2 separate regions of the Gossypium hirsutum genome follow, and region 1 is linked to region 2. The links are chromatin contacts, called in public Hi-C maps. All regions are on one chromosome and are shown on one strand. Each heading gives the region's core, a stretch centred on a gene start, on an enhancer-like site or on the middle of the called end of the contact. The rest is flanking DNA. Distances are from core to core; before and after follow the strand shown. Region 1 has its middle 11 kb from the start of LOC107961159. Region 2 holds the start of LOC107960339.

Evidence for each region. Hi-C and Micro-C count contacts between places; a contact is called where the count stands out from the background.
Region 1: a Hi-C map of fibers shows a contact between it and region 2, with 2.7 times the contacts expected there. The contact joins the enhancer-like site here to the promoter of LOC107960339 in region 2. A contact is called at or near these places in 6 of 34 Hi-C or Micro-C datasets (anther, fibers, hypocotyl and 1 more).

What each region holds. Positions count from the first base shown.
Region 1 is chrA05:82,117,790-82,121,819 of Gossypium_hirsutum_v2.1, reverse strand. It overlaps the pseudogene LOC107957161. Among protein-coding and RNA genes, the nearest start is that of LOC107961159, 11 kb to the left of the region's middle. Within about 2 kb of position 2,034, at least 1 of the 9 cell types and tissues checked has an H3K27ac peak or open chromatin away from gene starts, as enhancers often do. A contact at or near this core is called in fibers, where this site is marked.
Region 2 is chrA05:82,048,002-82,052,141 of Gossypium_hirsutum_v2.1, reverse strand. It overlaps LOC107960339, which reads left to right and starts at 1,330. Exons shown (of 5, transcript XM_041112521.1): 1 at 1,330-1,756; 2 at 1,845-1,885; 3 at 1,978-2,046; 4 at 2,196-3,304; 5 at 3,403-4,074. The coding sequence starts at 1,723. The coding sequence ends at 2,420.

The DNA of each region.
Region 1 (4,030 bases), core at 785-3,284, 69 kb before region 2:
GAAATGTGAATTGTTGAATATTATTTATTGATATTGAACAGTGAACTGAAACATGATTGAAACACATGAATTTATGTAACTCTAAAAGGGATATAAGTGATTAATATATTTGTTCAAGTGAATTGTGAACATATTGTGGAAAATTATACGGGTTAGTAGATGAAAGAATTGATTGAGTTATAAAGGATTTATCTATGAATTGAACAATTATATAATTGTGATTGTTATATGATTTTTAAGTGAATGTTATATTTTCATATTATTAAGTGTTCGGATTATAGAAATACTACTGAGTTCATACTCAACGTACTGTTTGTTTTCGTGGGCAAGATAAGTTAAAGTCAGATTGTTGGATCAGCATCCCAGGCCAATCCCGAACTCTAAGTGGAATATATTATTTATTGGTAATGGCATGTACCTAGGATATCATATTCATATGAGTGTCACTTTGAATTATGAACGTAAAGGTGAAATAAGTAAATTTTAGATTTGGTAATGGTATATGGTAGGAATTAGCTTAATTAGTATGAATTTGAACTATTTGAAAATGTATGTGAAATACTGAAAATGATTCATCATATAGGCACATAAAATATCTAATTTGACATGTTTTGAGTAGGTTTAAATGAGATTTAAAGTAATTGAATGAATGGTTATTGGAATATTTGGTATATTAAGTTGTAGGGCTGGTAAATTTGTTGTTTAAGACTCATTTTGAGTCCACAGTCTAGCACACGAGCGTGTGGATTGGCTGTGTGAAAATTGCACAATAATAATTTCAAGTCAGAAAGTTACAAGGGCTCTTGACAAGGCCATGTAACCTAGCAACATGGCCGTGTGAACTAGTGGCACTGCCGTGTGAGTCACACGGGCAATCCACACAGGTGTATGGGTATTGTTCATAAGGAAAATTTTGAAATTTTGAGAAAAATTAGTAGTGATTTTAAATTAGTCCCGAATTGATTTTACTGTTCATATTGGGCTTCGAGGGCCCATTAAAGGGACGATATATTAAATTTATGATAAGTGTCAACAATTATTTTAATTAATGACCGTAATTGAACTGTATTGACTGGTAATGCCCCGTAATCCTGTTCTGGGGACGGATAAGGGTTAGGGGGTGTTACACGCTTCACGGTTCGCCTCCCCCCACGTCTACGACTCGCCATCCCCCTGTCCGCCTAATGACTACAGCTCGTCATCACCTTTTTCGTACCACTCTACTCCCAGCTCGCCACTCTACTCCCAGCTCGCCACTTTCCCCCAGCTTGCTAGTTCGGCTGGTAGCTGATCCGCAATTCGCCACTTCCCTATTTTTCGACTAGTCAGTTCGCCACTCTCTAGCTTCACCTCCTAGCTCATTGTTCCTCTGAGGTTATGTGTCAAACCTAGAGAGGTAACGTGTCATTGTGCATGACACCTAGTTATCCCCTAACATGTCCCATTAAAGAACCATGCCTTATAAATATAAAGATAACTTCCATGAGAGAGGGATGAAAGAAAAAAGCCCTCAACAAAACCATTTCCTAGTTCTTTTTTTCTTTATGCAGTTTTATTTATAAGCAATCATATTTGCATTTGTATTTATTTTTCTTCATTAATAATAAACTTTTGTGAAAAAATTTCATTAGTTAAATAATTAGTAATTTATTTTTTGACCCGTGCATGGGAGAATTTATAACTTTCCCCCTACTTATTTTGCCACCATTCTATTACGATTCCTATTCATATTCCTATCCAAGCAAATAAAAGTATTTAAATTTATTCAAAACTGAAAAATCTGTTGAAAACGAAACAGGAAAAAGAGGGAAAAAAACCGAAAAACGGAATTTTGGTTGAAATTGCATAAAAAAAAGTCACCCCCGCCATTTCCACCACCATGGCCAACCATCACCGTTCCAATTCTCTGCCCCCTTCCACCCATTCCTTCCTTTCCAAGCTCCTCCTCTTCCTAACAATCCTCTCTCTCGCGTTATCTGCCATAGCCTTCGTTCTCCAGTGGCGCGGTGGGAGTGTATCTGATCCCACCACCGTCACTTCCCGATGGGCCCCTCGTGGTTCCCGCCGCGAGGTCTTCCCTGGAATGGAGACTTCATCATCTCTTCCCCCCAAATACAATCATTCTTCTAATTGTATCAATCTTGGTCGTAGCTCTTCACCTTCTTTCCCCTACTACAGGGACTGGAAATTTGGTTTTGAAGATAGTTTAAAGCCAAAGGTACGGCTTTTTCTTCTTTTTCTTCTTCTTATTCTTTTCCCTGAATGATCTGAATTGATCCTGCTTCTGGGACTGATACTTGTTCGATATTGCTTAACCATGGTGTTTTTGGCTTGGGATTTTGTTGAATTCTCCAATTTCGGCTTTGATCCATTTCTGTGCTTCAGATTCTGTATCAAACTTATTATTATCATTCAATCATTGAATTCCAGTTTTTTCTCTTTTGATGCGTAAATTGAATCTTTCTCCCAATTAACATGTTCGATTTTTTTTAAAATTTCTTTATAATGTACTTCTTTTATCAAGAGATTTTCTTTTTCATTAAATCAGTTTTCTCGTAAGCACACATAAATCCGTTATATGTTCCTACCATCTCTTCTATGTTAGTCTAGTTTTCGTTCAGAAGCAATTAGTGTGATTCTTTGAGCCTTAGGTTGTTTTGCTTCTCATATAGCAGATTTGTATTACAACAAGTACATCAGCCGGGTTGGCGCAGATTTTACCATGGATGTTTTATCATAAGGTTATTGGAGTCAGAACCTTTTACCTCTTTGTCGAAGGACACGCAGCATCTCCCAATGTTTCCAGAGTTTTGGAATCTATTCCTGTGAGTTTATGAAGCCTTTGGCTTCCTTTGATTTAATTTTTGCTCTGTATTTCATTTATAAGTTGAAGTTTCAATTGATTTTCCTCCGCTTGTTTTTCTGAATTACTTATGAAATAAGTTTTATGTTGTTGTTCTTTAGGGAGTCAAAGTTATATATCGAACAAAGGAGCTTGAGGAGCAGCAAGCTAAAAGGTCAATTACCATTATCCTTTTGGTGATTGAAATAAATCTCTTGGATTCTAAAGCTTAAGCGAATGTATGCTTGTCCCCAATGTTTCTTCCTAGTGTTTTGTTTGACAAGTACTTTAGCTGAATGTGGAGGCTACTGGTCATAATTTGTTCTTTTTTTTCTGTGCTTTTATTTCATGCTTGTTTAATTATTTCTTTAGCTGAAAGCAAGGTTGTTCTCAATGTTTCTTCCTACTATTTTTTTAACTAATACCTTTGCTGAATGTGAAGTCTACCAGTGATAAATTGTCTTTATTTTGCATTTATTCCATGCTTTCTTTCATTATATTTGTTCACATGCAAATATCCATCATCTGTTGCTTTTCTGGTTCTTTAGGGACAAGTCCCATTCACATTTTGTTAAAATGGTTGTGTTTTAGCACTTTACATTTAGAGTTTGCTTGCTTAATCTTTATTATTTTCGCATTTTTTTTGTGGTTTTCAGCCGGATCTGGAATGAAACATGGCTTTCAAGTTTCTTTTACAAGCCTTGCAATTATGAGCTATTTGTAAAGCAGTCTCTCAATATGGAAAATGCCATTTTCATGGCAAGGGTATGCTCTGTGGATGGTTCTGTTTTCATGAATTGATATTCCTTTTTTCTTTTTGCAACTGACATCAAAGTTATCTCTTGTCCTTATTTTTACTATGCTTATTCTTTTTTCTTTTTGAAATATAAGGATGCTGGAATGGACTGGATAATTCATCTTGATACTGATGAATTAATATACCCAGCAGGTGCAAGTGAATATTCTTTGAGGCAGGTGCTACTAGATTTGCCTAGCGATGTTGATTTGGTTGTATTTCCAAACTATGTGAGTGGCATTATATTCATTAGTAAGAAAGGAAACTTGGAATTCTTGGTTATAATTGTATATACTTTTATTCATTTGGAATCCAGTCCTGTTATGTTTGATAGTGAATTTTTCTCCCTTTTGAATAGGAGAGCAGTGTTGAGCGAGATGATATAAAGGATC
Region 2 (4,140 bases), core at 81-2,580:
GTTGGTTTCAATATTAGATAACACATTGTACCTGATATATTAAAGTCCTAACTAGCCCATTAGTATAAGGGGTGAGCTACACGCTGGCTTTTCCTAAAGGGGCTTTCTGCCATCTAATGTAATCCCAATGAGACTCAATGTTTTCTATCAGAATATTATTATTTTGTCTCTTCTTGTTCAAGTAAAACTCTAGTAATTTTTCCCTATATACAAAGAGTATGTGTTAAGTCAAAGATGAACGTCGTTGAGGGTATTTACTCTACTGGAAAATAGTGAGATTTACTTTTCCCAAATAAATTCTATTTTTGTAAGAACTCGAGTTAAGTTTCTTGTCTATAAAGATAATTAACTTTCCCCATTGGAAAGTGGAATTATTTATTGTGCATTCAGTTTGTGAATTAGAGCCCACTCTTTAAGCAAATTGAGGGATCGAGAATAACGGAGGAGATCATGTTGGTTGAAAGCCAAGAACTGATAAGTCTTGTTAAGTAAAAAAAACACATGTAATAACTTAGTGAAGTTTATTGCTATAAATATTAAAAAGGACTCGACTTTTAAAAAAAGTTAAATTTTCGATGTGCAAACATACATGCTTTCTAAATCGATTTTCCTAACAAGTGTTTCATGACTTGAGTTCAACCTGGATATTATAGAAAATGAGATATACTACACAATAATATTATCACAAAAAGGTTATGTTGGACAATTACTTCCCATAACTTGAGTAGTAGTAATGCATTTTTAGATGTCACTCACTGTTTGTAATATTAAAAATATTTTAGTATTATATCCAATGTTACGAGATCCTACCAGATCACACCTTATGGTTGGAACAATCGAAATTCGAAGAAAATTGAGATTATATCTATCACACAAGTTAAATTAATTATAAAATATTATTATAATTAATTTAATTTGATCAAGTTAAAATTAAACACAGTGTATGCATATAGATGGAGGACCCAATTAAAATAATATAAAATGTATTTATGTTTCACATTATTTTAATTGGGTAAATCTTCTTTACTGAATTTATTGAGTATTTAGTATATTGCAATTAAGGAGTCTTTTAAGATTTAAAAATAAATTAATTTCACATTTTTATTTTAAATTCCTAAAATACCTCTATATGATTATGGCTATTCAAAAAGACATTTTGAATAAAAGGCAAATGTATCGTCCCTCCTTTCATTTTTACCTGAAACTCTTACACCATATTTGGTTCAATGTAATAGCTATACAACCCTATTCTGTGGGCCCACCCTAAACACCTGTTTAGTTTAATGAAATGTCCTATTACGGGCTTATTCCATTACGGGCCTATGCAGTAAAATTGTCTGATTTCTATTTTGTTTCCTCACCACCGATTACTGATTCGGTGTCTAAGGAGACCTTCACCACAAAAATTCTCCCCACTTTGCCCTCTCTCATTTTCTCACCTGAAACGCTCTCCACTTTCTCCCTCAGTTCCTCCATATTCCTCTCTTCCAATTTTTTTGCCCTCTTTTTTCTGCTTTCTTTTTCTTTCTCTCAATAGATTTTGTCTTTTCCTCTCTTTCATTTCTTTTTCTTGATCTATAAAATTCCATCGATTGTTGGAAAGAGCAAGAGGGTTCTTGAGGGGGAATTGAAATCTAAATCGAAAATCAAAAATGCTAACGGTAAACCGAGTGATAAACCGGGCACGAGCTTCGATTTCAAATTGTCAATACCTCCTAAGTCATGACCCAAAGATTTCTTCTTCGATATTTACAAGGCAATTCCTCCATCTCCCCTTTTTTAACTCTAAAATATTTGATTTTTTAAGTTATAGTTCTTTTTAACTTTTTATCTTGTGTGTGTAGCTTGCAAGCAAGGAAAAAATGGAGAAAGAACGAGCAAGACTGTAAGTTTAAGCTTAGTTTGTTTATTGAAATTTTTTTATGTGCTCTTTTTTCCATGAAATTTAATATAAATAATTGTTTTAATTTGATTTAGGGCAGTGCTGATGAATTGAATAGAGGATATTTTGATGATATGTCTGAGCTAAAACAACACGGTGGTAAGGTATTAACTGATTTGTTCTTTTTATATACATATAGGCTATATTATTTGCAAATATATTCAAATTAGTTGAATTGCAACTGATTTCTGAGTAAAATTAATGTTACTTTCTGTAAACATTTTAATTGTTAGTTTTTTTTCTTTTCTTGCAGATTGCACGGGAAAATAAGATTCTAATTCTTGGAATTGCAGCAAGGAAGTTTCCTGCCATGGATGTTATATATTCTGATGGTAGAAAATCAAAGCTGCCGATTGTTTTTGATGCAAGTGGCATTGATACTAGCAAGTTGGCTGTCCCTGAAGCATCTTTAGTCTGTCTATCATTTAGAGCAAACTCTCAGGTATGGTTTCCTTTTTCTTTGTTTGTTTTGGATTAAATTTATGTATTTCTCAATGATGTTATAAATCTTCCATTTTTATATGATAAGAGAATGTTGAATAGATAGTGCATTGCTTTAAAATTATGATAAGAGGCATATCGGCAACTCTATGGCAATGGAGGGGTTAGCACTAAATTGCAATCATGAAAATAAAAAAAACATGAGAAACAAAAGATGTTGTTGGTTTGCTAACTTTTCTTTTCTCTTGTTTTTGGTTATTGTTGTTGATGATGCATTTTAACTTCTTTTCCTTGTCAGGCTATGGTCGATTCTTGAAGCAAGCCTTTTTATGACGCCCTTTAGTGAGTCCAAGAGCGTGCAACTATAGAGGATCTATATTTTTTCTATTTAACTTTTCATTCCTTTTTAGCATGTGTGGTGAATCAACGATTCTCAGTTTTCTATTGCTAGAAAGAACTTATAGTTACATGCATCTGTAGTCAATAATAATAACAAACAAATAAAACAGCGAACAAGAATAGAAGATAACCATGCTGGTATGACTTAAGATTTATGACCGTCCTAGTTGAGCTTATAGCTTATCAGATCAGCCTATAATTAATAATGTAGTTCTCCTTGTATTTACTGTATTTGAATGGAAATTCTTGGCAGCTGATTTTATGTTTTATATAAGTTATTTGTTAAAATAATCGTGTTTGGAAATTATTATGTATTGCTAAATGATAATATATTTTTTGTTATCAGGTACCTTTTATAGACTCTTAGCTCTTATGCTTGAATCCCATTAAATGACTGCTTCTTCAATTTATGAGGAAATCTAGTGATGGAGCGAAGGATGCTCTTCAGAGGCATATTGTTTATTCATTTGGTGATCATTATTACTTCAGAAAGGAACTTAAGATTCTGAACCTTCTAACTGGGTAATCAAAAGTTTCTTATATCCTAATCAATAACATAACTAATATTCATACAGTTCTATTTTGTTAGTCTGAGAAGATGCTTTTTCACTTGTTTGAAGGTACATTTTCTTGCTTGACAAATTTGGTAGAATAAGATGGTAGGGCTTTGGTTTGGCAAAGCAAGGAGAGTTGTCATCGCTTTTTTATTGCACGAAAGTTATTCTGGAGGAAAAATAGGTAGCCTGGCATTTTTTAGGTACCGTATTATCTTAATGGGTTAATCTCCATTTTTGCATTCAAGGGATACTAGTGTCAAATGAAAATAATGATGTGCTTTGTTGGAAACATGGTCCTGTTTGTTGTTTTCTTTTAGATTTCTGCAACCAAGCAAAGCCTTAGGTTTTCCATTTTGGGTGAGCGAGTGGAAAAGTAAAGAAGTATCCTTATGCTAGTGTCAGTTTTATTTCAACTTCACTTTCTTGTATTCTAGTTTTGTGTCAAACTTAATTTATATGACTATCAATATCCCATTGATATTCCTTGCGGATACTTTTGGCTTGCCTGGAGTAGCTTAGTTCTTGTACTAAAAGCCTGTTGGCTCAACAGGATGAACAAGTTCACAGTTTTGAGAGACCTCAATTTTGTTGCAGAAAACCTTGGTGTTGAGTTTTTCAAAGGTACTGTTGTGGTATAATAATCTTCCCATTACTGATGATGTGTAGAGTTGAATGAATTTTGTATTATTTTCTTCAACAATTGGAATAAATTGTATTTATCTCTTCGATATCGAACCGGTTGGCAAAGTTGTTGAGGGAGTATTGTTATGGAACATTGGGATTTGGTGGACAAAGTAACTA